Linked DNA regions of Capra hircus: region 1 is linked to region 2. A link is a contact called in public Hi-C data. All regions are on one chromosome and are shown on one strand. Each heading gives the region's core, a stretch centred on a gene start, on an enhancer-like site or on the middle of the called end of the contact. The rest is flanking DNA. Distances are from core to core; before and after follow the strand shown. Region 1 overlaps ABTB2 (ankyrin repeat and BTB/POZ domain-containing protein 2). Region 2 holds the start of ABTB2 (ankyrin repeat and BTB/POZ domain-containing protein 2).

The links. Hi-C and Micro-C count contacts between places; a contact is called where the count stands out from the background.
Region 1: a Hi-C map of blood shows a contact between it and region 2, with 4 times the contacts expected there. The contact joins the enhancer-like site here to the promoter of ABTB2 in region 2. A contact is called at or near these places in 4 of 5 Hi-C or Micro-C datasets (blood and liver).

What each region holds. Positions count from the first base shown.
Region 1 is chr15:18,154,818-18,160,047 of ARS1.2, forward strand. ABTB2 (ankyrin repeat and BTB/POZ domain-containing protein 2) reads left to right here. Exons shown (of 17, transcript XM_018059255.1): 4 at 3,290-3,442; 5 at 4,738-4,903. Among named protein-coding and RNA genes, the nearest start is that of NAT10, 68 kb to the right of the region's middle. Within about 2 kb of position 2,679, at least 1 of the 5 cell types and tissues checked has an H3K27ac peak or open chromatin away from gene starts, as enhancers often do.
Region 2 is chr15:17,995,011-18,000,251 of ARS1.2, forward strand. ABTB2 (ankyrin repeat and BTB/POZ domain-containing protein 2) reads left to right here and starts at 2,721. Exons shown (of 17, transcript XM_018059255.1): 1 at 2,721-4,045. The coding sequence starts at 3,163.

The DNA.
Region 1 (5,230 bases), core at 1,429-3,928, 160 kb after region 2:
CCTGAAAGGATCATTTGGGGGCCTGCAGTGGCCTTGGATGTGGACAAGTGGGCACCAGTCAGAGGCATAGTGATAGCTTTAACCCTGGAGTATTTTTGTATGTTGAGAATATTAATCAGTGTGCAATTCAGAGAACAGAAACCACCCTAGGTGTTTTCAACAAGAAGGGATTCAATGTAGGGAATTATGTGCCAAAAGAATCATTGTGTGGGCTCAAGGAGCAGGTCTAAGGCTGAACCTCCAGGAATGACTCCAACCAAGAACAATACAAAACTTGCTATTGGAGGGTTTCTCCCTCTGAGATGACCCCAGAAACTGCAATTCAGGATTGAAGCTGGAGTCAACAAGGTTTGGCTGTTGCCTTCAGTAGCAGTACTGCTGTCTCTGAAGCACTCAGGAAGTCAGGAAATGGACGCTGGAATGCTCTACAAGGGGAAAGTAATACCTCATGTTTTATGATTTGGTCTGCTGGTAGAACCAAGCAAAGAAGACACAAGGGGGACCTCCGCCTCACGTCCATTTATCAGATCTCATGCAGCTATGTCTTAGTGGTGAAGTCTAATTACAAAGGAGTCTGCGAAATGTAGTTTTCAGTTTTCCACATCTCCAGCTAAGTTGGTAAATTGGAGGCTTAATGAACCAGTCCCCAGTATCTGCCCACCAGTTACCAATACTCTATCTTTTCACGTGCCGAGTTGTAAGAGGCACAAGTCTGGGGAATGCATCATGACACCATCTAATTAGACTTCATGGTTTCCTGAGTTCCCTCTCGGATTTCCCATAGGGCAGCTGGGAGATGCTGCTCAGAGCGTTTGTGGCCACACTTGGCTCTTTGTCTTGGCTGTTGGCCACAATAGGGAAGAATGGCTGGCACATCCGTGAACTATCTTTTTGCTTACCCTTCAGTCTCCAGTGCTGGTAGATTACATAAAGCCTTCCCCTTGAATCAGGACTGATATGTAGATGTATGTCTCTAAGCTTACCTTGCAGCACTGTGGTATAAGAACTGTAAAATTCCAAAATATTTGGGGGGGATTCAAATGGGCATTCACAACCAAGGAAGATCTTATAAACAGGAGGGTAATTCACAAATGAATTGTGGTTCCTTCCTGGATTCTACAAGCTCCCCATTAAGGGTCCTGCCTTCCCACTCTTAACTAGTCTACATTGTGCCCTTGAAAAGTACATGTTTTTTTTTTTTTTTTTCCTGGGCAGAAAGAGGACTTGGTCCAGAACTGAAAACTCGGATGTATTCTGCCACATTCCTGATGCTTAGCCATCCTTTCAGTATTCAACTTAACTGAGGATCTGTTGTTTCCAGGCCCTATGCCTGGTATACTTTGGAGAGGGATGGTAGAGGCATCATTCTTGTCTAAAGAGAAATAGTCTAGTCATGAACATGAGACATATTTATTCTCGAATAGAATTCTAAGGGATCTTGGAGAAGGAAGAGTATTTTCATTGGAGAAGGGATGTGGGAAGGCCTCTAGAAAGAAGTGGCATTGGAACCAGTCCTTGAAGGATAAAGAGGATCTGGATGAGCAGAGGTGAGAGCTGGTTCATTCTTTCGAGGAGATGGGGACAGCCAGGGTGGGCTTGAGAACCATGAATGCCTGATGGTCTGGTGTGTCCTGATGAAAGGTTTGAGCCAGGGCTGGAAAGGAAGTTGGGGTGATGTTCTAAGCATCCCTGAAGGCCAGGGCTGCAAGCCTTCCCCAGCCTTTGGCCACCTTGTCATCATAGCAGCTGGTACAGTTAACACACTTTGGGCTTCCCTGGTGGCTCAGACGGAATCCGCCCATAATGTGGAGACCTGGGTCCGATCGCTGGGTTGGGAAGATCCCCTGGAGGAGGGCATGGCAGTCCACGCCAGTATTCTTGCCTGGAGAATCCCCATGGACAGAGGAGCCTGCTTGGCTATAGTCCCTGGGGTCACAAAGAGCTGGACATGACTGAGTGACGAACCACACAGTGCACCAGTGAAATGATTCAAATCTAGGTGTATTTTCAGAACGCCAGAACCAGGACATCAAAATAACTTCCAAATGAGCCACTTTTACAAACCCCATCTGATTATCTTATTAAATAAATAAATAAAAGGCATCCTTTGCCCACAAGGAGAGAAGCTTTGAAAACTTTGAAGATGACCTAAGCTTTTGGAAACCTTAGGGAAGTCTCGTGAGGACATTCCCCGCAGGTGGTTTACTCAGAAGCTGAGGAGAAAGGATGGAGGTCTTCCTCCTGGACAGAGTACCTCTCTGCCTGTCTGAGGAAAAGATGGTAACAGCAGGAACCTAACGCATGAGGAGCCCAGGGTATCAGAGGAAGTTGGGGGGGTGTGGATGGGGGCTACAGGCATGAAGCCAAGACCAGCTATCAGGGCCCCTCTGCAACGTGAGGTCTGCTAGGCTGTGGAGCATTCTGAGGTCTCACTGTTGGAGACCAGAACAGGCAGAGGACAGACAGACAGGAGTCCAGCTTGGTGGGGAGGGCAGGGACCAGCTCTGAGTGGCAGAGCCACCATATTGCTCCACCAGGGGGCAGTAGTCACCTTCCTGTGAATGGCGCCCCCTGGTGGCCCACAAAACACCCGCGGCAGGTGCCCCCTGAGTTTGTAGCTCGGAAGCCTTGCTAAGCTGCCTCTCCCGGCCGCCGAGCTGCCTCACACCATGGCCATGGTGTGACATAGGCCCTGGGGCTCCCTCCCTGGAGGACCTGGAGCACCACGGGGCCGCCCAGCCTGCCACAGGAAGTGACTAGATCCACCTCAGCCCAGGGGTCAGTTGAGGGAGCGGCTGTCAGCCATGCATGTATAGTGTGATATGCGTCATCTCACTTGGCCTTCCAGTAGTCCTGAGAGGTGGGGATCACCTCGTCTCACAAGTAAAGAAGGAAACCGCCTCGGGGTGTTGTCTGTGGTGATGAAGGGGCTCAGCAGCACACCACGGCCTGTGGGACTCTTTCCTCTGCCCCCGAGCACCCTGGAGGGCCCGCCTGAATTCTGTGGAGGGGGCAAGAGTCCCCAGTTCCTCTTGGGCCACCTGAGGCCCTCAGGCTCTGCTCGTGGCCCATGACAGGAATTCCTTCCAAGCCCTGACAGAGCTCCTGTGGAAGGGGACAGATCGGGGTCTCCCTGAGGAGGAAGGTCACGTCCCCTCCACGCCTCATGACTCTCCCCTCACAGAGGTCTATGGGGGGTGGGCCCAGCCTCCATGGCTGTCCTGAGAGGGGGTGCTCAAGGGGGCGCCTGCCCAGGCCTGACCCTCTCTCTCTCTCTGCCGCCCCCCAGGCCCTTCATGCTGCTGCCACCGCTGATGGAGTGGATGCGTGTGGCCATCACGTACGCGGAGCACCGCCGCAGCCTCACCGTGGACAGCGGCGACATCCGGCAGGCGGCCCGGCTGCTGCTGCCCGGCCTAGACTGCGAGCCCCGGCAGCTCAAGTATGGAACCGGGCAGGAGTGAGGTGGGGAGGGCCGGGGTAAACCCGCTGCTCCCTCACTCTCCTGGATCGGGAGGGGGCCAAAAGCAGGGGCTGCAGCCCTCTCGTTGGATCTGCTCTAAGGCGCTCTCTTCGTGAGCCCACCTGTTAGAACTGATCTGTTCTGGACCTGGGCTGCTCTCCAGTGTGTCCTCCACAGCCACGGGTCTTGGCACAGAGCAGACTCCCATTTGCATGCTGGGTGAGAGAGCGCTCACAGTGGGGCTGTTGGGGTACACAGCAGAGTGGGCCCTCCTCCCTGCGGTTGCCACCACTTTCTGGAGCACTTCCTAGGTGCAGGCCGGTGCTGAGCTCTCCTATTTTATGTGCATTTTCTCAACAACCTCAGAGAAGAAGGGGCTTTAATGCCCATTTTACAGATGGAGAAGCTGAGGATCAGGAGGAGCAGTAACTTGCCCACAGATGCTCAGCTAGCAAGCTGACCATGGCTCAGTTTGAAGCCAGGCCTGTGTGGCCCCAAGCCTGAGTCCTTAGTTTCCTTCCCAGTGTGCCTCTGTTGTGTTGGACTGGCCTCTTGAAGTTGTTCCAGAGGGACGGTCCCCTGGCCATCCTTGACCTGGGAGAGCCTCGCTTTGCCCTCCCCTTCTCTGTCTCCATTGTAAATGCCATGACCTTGTCCTGTGACACATGTTTTCTACTCTGTGGCCCAATCAAGGCTCCAGGCAAAAGCCACCTATTGAAAGCCCATGGCACACCCTCTGCAGACCATGGCCGTCCTTGGTAGGATGGCTTGGCTGCACCTGGGAGTCTGGTCCACTCTCTGCCACCTCTTTGGTGCTTCTGGGCCTCACCAGGAAGCATGGAGGGGAGAGGATGGGGCATCGAGGACTGGAACTTGGCCTCAATGACCATTCTTGAGAACGAGTACAGCCTACTCCGTGCAAAAAAAATACACAACCGAGTATTGTGTGTGGCCCAAGCCCCAACCAGAACTTCTTCCTCCTCAGAAAGTCCCCTGAGAGATCATTTTGTGGGGTATTTCATTTCTGATCATTGACAGCTCCCAAGAGCTCAGAGCACTTCTTTAGCATGTTTATAGAAAGCTGAAGCGTGTGCTCTTCCTGTCACCAAGCATGACAAGGCCAGTCACAGCCGATTAGATGGTAATTCCCTGTCCTCCCCGTCCACGCCATCCTCATGCCGCACATCGGCCTAGCACAGCGGTGTCACTTCTCATAGCGAGGTCATGTCTTAGCAGAAACAACCAGGCTTAAACACCTGGTCTCCTCTGCGCAGACCCGAATGCTGTTTCAGTTCCTTCCGGAGGCTGGATGCCCGAGCGGCTACTGAAAAATTCAACCAGGACCTGGGCTTCCGCATGCTCAACTGCGGAAGGACCGACCTCATCAGCCAGGCGATCGAAGCCCTGGGCCCCGACGGGGTGAACACCATGGATGACCAGGTGCGTTCCACGTGCTCCGCCAGGCAGGCTCAGGACCAGAGTCCGCAGTGATGAGCGGCTGCGGTAACCGGTGGTTCAGTCTGTTCTGTCCCAGACCTGAGACCCACCCACTCGGCTGTGTTTCTAAGAAGCGGGTTACTCCCGAATCATACTCTGCTGCCTACATAGATGGCCAACTCAAGAGACTTCCCAGGCACCTTGGAAATCGTTTGTAACGGGCATTCGGCTTCCCCTCACTGGAAGGCTGGAGGCTGTCCCAGATGGTGCAGGGCTGGGAGAACGTCCAGAGAAATCAGCTGGATAGTGAGCTAGGGATAATTATCACTG
Region 2 (5,241 bases), core at 1,471-3,970:
AGTAACTTGAATATATTAAGATAAATCCCATATGCTCTTTTCCTCCAAGATACATTCCAGATAGTTTCCTAGATAACCTTTCCATTCAGTAAGTTCCCTGTCTTAAATTTCCCGTTGTCATATTTGTTACTTTTTAAATTAAAAAAAATTGTTTAATTTACAATGTTGTGCTGGTTTCTGCCATACAACAAGGAGAACTCAGTGATAAATAAATATATACATATGTGTGTGTTTTCAGTCGTGTCTGACTCTGCAATCCCATGGACTATAGCCTGTCAGGCTCCTCTGTCCGTGGAATTTTCCAGGCAAGAATATTGGAGTGGGTTGCCATTTCCTTCTCCAGGGGATCTTCTCTACCCAGGGATTGAACCCCTGTCTCCTGCATTGGCAGGAGATACTTTACCACTGAGCCACCTGGGAAACCCCTTAGCTTCATACAGGTAATGTATATTTATTGAAAATTTTCTTTACCAACAATGGTGAAATCAAGACCCAAACTACAAAACATGATGGCAATTGATGCTTATAAAAAATAATGCGAAGGGTTATGTTTCACAGATTTGTGCAAACTTCTTTCAAATCTCAGTCTGTCCTTTTATCAAAGAGGAGATCGCAGCATCTGTTATTCCTTGTGATTTAATAGTTTAAAAAAAACCCTGCATTCCATTGACAAAAAAGAAAAAGCTTTGCTTCCAAACAGCACTAGTCTTCAAAGTGACTTTTCCCCAACATAAATATAGAAAATAGCCTTTATTAGATGTCGCCTGATGCAAGCGCAGCCTGGGAGGTCTGAATATATACATATGCCCCCTCCCTCTTGATCCTTCCTCTCCCCCTCTCCATACCACCCCTCTAGGTCCTCACAGAGTTCCAGGCTGGGCTCCTTGTGTTATATAGCCGCTTCCCAGTCGCTACCTATTTTAGGGTTAATTTTTTATGGAGGCGCAGAACAAAATGATTTTAAAAAAAGAAAGAAAACCCGATTAAAAAAAAAACTTGGCCGAATTTATTTTCTCTAAATGTCCATTAGAGGGCGACATTTGCTTTGCTATTATATTTCCCCTAATAAGATTTAAATCGCATCAAATTTCTTTTCACACTTTTAAACAAATTGAATATCCTTACCTACTTTGACTTCCTATCTCTGTTATAGAAGATGTAGTCACATCTTGTGTCCTCTTGATTTGGTCCCTGCGGACTTAGCATCGTTCATTAGTATCAATACTTCCAGCCTTGACGCCATTCCCAGTTGTAACCACCAGGTGGCGGTATTGCATAAATAAAGATGCGCTGGAAGGCAAAATTAAGTCGAAACTGCCAAAGCAAAAGGAGTTTCACCGGGAAAGGGCAATTAATTTAAGAAGCAGAGAGAGAAACCAGACATTTCTAGTTCGTATGCAACTCACGGCCCAAGGTCAAAACCCTGCGAGATATAGTACAAAGCAGCTATTCAAGAGCGCAGGAGGAGGCTGACCTGGGGGAAATGCTTGCACAATCTCCTCCTTGCTTTTGTGGCTCCACAGGAGGAGGCGTGTCCACGTTCGTGCACGTGTCTGTGACTAGTTACAGGACAGTGGCGGGCCAGGGTGGGACCGGGCATGGATCTGCTGGATACCGCCTCTGGACGAGTGCATAAGACAGGTTTACAACGGTGCTGCTTGGAGGTCAGCTCTCATTTTACCCCGGAAGGAAAGCGAGTGCTGAGCCGAGCAGAGAGCTCGCCTGAGGGCACACCGTTAGGAAGAGGTGCGTTCAGCCAGGTGTTCCAAGCCCAGGCCACAACTAGGGACGTTTTTCATTTTCGCACACCCATTACGCACGTGTGTAATACACTGCCCTCCCCCCCCCCCCCACAGCACACACACTCGGACACGAAGCACAAGAAGGACTCAACACAGCAAGCGGCTTTGTACAGTTTAACAGGAAAGTCACCGACTCTTGCAAATCTGATCAGTTAAGGCCTTCTCCCAGGAGTAGCACTCAGACTACTGCGTGTATAATATTTCAAGTGGCGTGGAGAGGTGAGGGCGGAATCGCAGCCCTCTGGAGGCTGTCCATTTATCAGATGCCAGATTAAGAAGAATTTCTATTCTGATTGGAGCCTAGAAAGCAATGTAAAGAAAACCAGACGGATTTGGAAAGAGAAGCAAACAGGGGCAAACTCCTCGCTCCAAATACAACTGGAGTTTCGTCTCGGGAAAGGGGGAGGGGCTTGGCAGAAATTCTTGAGAGAGGTGGGGCGTCTGACTTGGGTCCCCTCCCCCAGGCCTCGGTCCCCTCCCCTAGTCCCAAACCTTTTGCTCCCCTACCCTTACTCGACTCGCTGGCTTTTGGTGTTCGGCACCAAAAGGGTTTGAAAAGGAGCTGCGGACGCCCAAAGCCTGGACGGCGGGAAGGTGGCAACACACAGTGGCTTTTCCTTTACCTCTTTCTTTAATTCGTCAGCTCCCGAGCCTAACGTTTCGATCCCCCTTTTCCCAGCCGCCAGGTCGCTCACTCGCCATCTCCTTCCCCCTCCTCCACCGAGCCTTCGGCGGCTCCTCCAGACCCTCGGCCTCCAGCCCCGCCTCTGCTGGCGCTGGGTTTCACGGGCGGCGGAGTGAAATCAGCAAAGTGACCGCCCCTCTGGGAGATCATTGGTGCAGCCCCTGCCCGTCGCGGCCAATGATTGGTGGGCCGCCCGGGTTATTTGCATGCCGGCGGCAGCCCAGTACCCAGCTGTGCGGGCGGCTGGCTCCGCGCAGAAGTTTGCAGAGAGCTTTCTCGCCGGTCGGTCCCGGACTCGCGCAACCCCGGGAGCCGCCTCCTTCGATCGCCGCCGCCCTGTTCTCTCGGGATCCCTTCTCTGCGGAGGATAGACGCTCTGCTTCAGGGAAGTTGAGGTGGACCAGGGGGATTGCGGAGGAGGAGCAGCGGAGGATCGTTCCAGTGACAGCTCGGAATCGGGACGCCGGGAGCGTGGGGCTCTGGCCGCCGCGAATCTCGCCCACCTTCCTGCGGCCGCCGGGTAGGCGGGCTGGCGATGCGGCCGCCGAGCCCTGCGGTGCCGAGAGAAAGGAGGGCGCCCCGGAGAGCCTAGAGCTTGTTTCTGCCCACTTGGGGAAGGGCTCATGGAGTTGTGAGCGCCCCTCCCTCGGCGAGGCCGCCCCGGGCAGGCTCCCCATGGCCGGGACGTACAGCTCCACTTTGAAGACGCTGGAGGACTTGACCTTGGACTCCGGGTATGGGGCCGGGGACTCGTGCCGCTCGCTCAGCCTCTCGTCCTCCAAGTCCAACTCGCAGGCGCTCAACTCTTCGGCGCAGCAACACCGCGGGGCGGCCTGGTGGTGCTACTCCGGCTCCATGAACAGCCGCCACAACAGCTGGGACACGGTGAACACGGTGCTGCCCGAGGACCCCGAAGTGGCCGACCTCTTCTCGCGCTGCCCGCGCCTGCCCGAACTGGAGGAGTTCCCCTGGACCGAGGGAGACGTGGCCCGGGTCCTTCGCAAAGGTGCCGGCGGCCGGCGGCAGCCCCTGTTCTCCGCCGAGGCGGTCAGGCGCCTGGCGGGGCTGCTCCGCCGGGCGCTCATCCGGGTGGCCCGCGAGGCGCAGCGCCTGAGCGTGCTGCACGCCAAGTGCACCCGCTTCGAGGTGCAAAGCGCCGTGCGCCTAGTGCACAGCTGGGCACTGGCCGAGAGCTGCGCGCTGGCCGCGGTCAAGGCCCTGTCCCTATACAGCATGAGCGCGGGCGACGGGCTGCGCCGGGGCAAGTCTGCGCGCTGCGGCCTCACCTTCTCAGTGGGCCGCTTCTTTCGCTGGATGGTGGACACCCGCATCTCCGTGAGAATCCACGAGTACGCGGCCATCTCGCTCACCGCCTGCATGGAGAATCTGGTGGAAGAGATCCGGGCCAGGGTGCTCGCCAGCCAGAGCCCCGACGGCGGAGGGGCCGGAGGCGGGGAGGTGTCCGCTGAGGCCCTGGAAATGGTCATCAACAATGACGCCGAGCTCTGGGGCGTCCTGCAGCCCTATGAGCATCTCATCTGCGGCAAGAACGCCAATGGTAAGCGCGTGGGCTCTGGACCCGTGGACTGGGTTGGAGGGAAGTCCAACCTGGGCTACGCAGGGGGTGAATTTCCTAGGACTAAGGAGAGTCAAGACCTGAGAGAAAGCGCTTGGTCTTTGGGTAGTGGAGTTCATTAAAGAGTCTTTTCCGAGGTTGTTCTTTCCGCGACTGACTTTCGGAGGGGAAAGTAGTGGTTGATCTGCTTCCTGTTGTGCGTCGTGTTGTCGCCGTTGGGGGCCATTCACTGATTGAACCTCTTGATGAAGCCATCCCTGAACCTCTCTCGGACTGCCTTGCGGCCCTCCCCCTTGCTTGATGGGTCTGTAGTTGGCCTCTTTCCCCCGACCACGGGGTAGATCAGCTATGGTTCGGTCCTAGTTCTGTCGAGTACAGTAGCAGCAGCCAGAGGGTCTGGGCTGCAAAGTCTTGGCTAAGTGGGATGGAAGGAGGGGAAGTGGATGCCTGGGACCTGGCCTGCCACCTTGAGCTTTGCTGGCTTGAAGGATGCCTTTCAGGGCCCTCTGGGGAAGGTGGAGTGGTAGTGGTGGGTTCTTGACTCTGAGCCCAGGATGATGGAACATGGTGACTTCTGAATCCCCTTCCCAGAAAGGGAATCACATGCCAGTTCCCAGACCTGACTTTCCAAGCTGTCACCAACCAAGTGAGCAATTAATTAAAACCCTATGTTGTATTAAGTGCATGACCTTCTAGACTTTGATGAAAGAAAGGATGACCCCATAGTCATCAACCAAGCTAGGGGGAAGAGGGGTGGGGGATGGGCAGACAGCATGGTGTCAAGTGCCAGAAAGAAACCATCTGGGTAGTTGCGTTTCTCTGAAAGAGGACATAGCTTCAGTGCAAAGAGTGGTAGGGAAGCACTTGACCTTTTCACTGGAAAGGTTATGGTGTGACCTGGGTTTAACAGTAAACTTGCCTACCAGACTCCAACTTCAGGAGTCAGCAAACCATCAGTTCTCTAGAATGCTACTTTGGCTAAACATCCTTGCAGTCTGATCGGAGGACCATTTTAGAGGCTGCATTCAATGTCAAATAAGTAGTACAGAGGAAGAGGCCAGGTGGGTATGGAAAAGGCATAGAGGGAGTCATATTTAAGTGTGTTTTACATAATCATAATAGCTAAAAATCTCAAATTAGCACTTAACAGAGTGTCAGTCACTGTTTCTATAAACTTA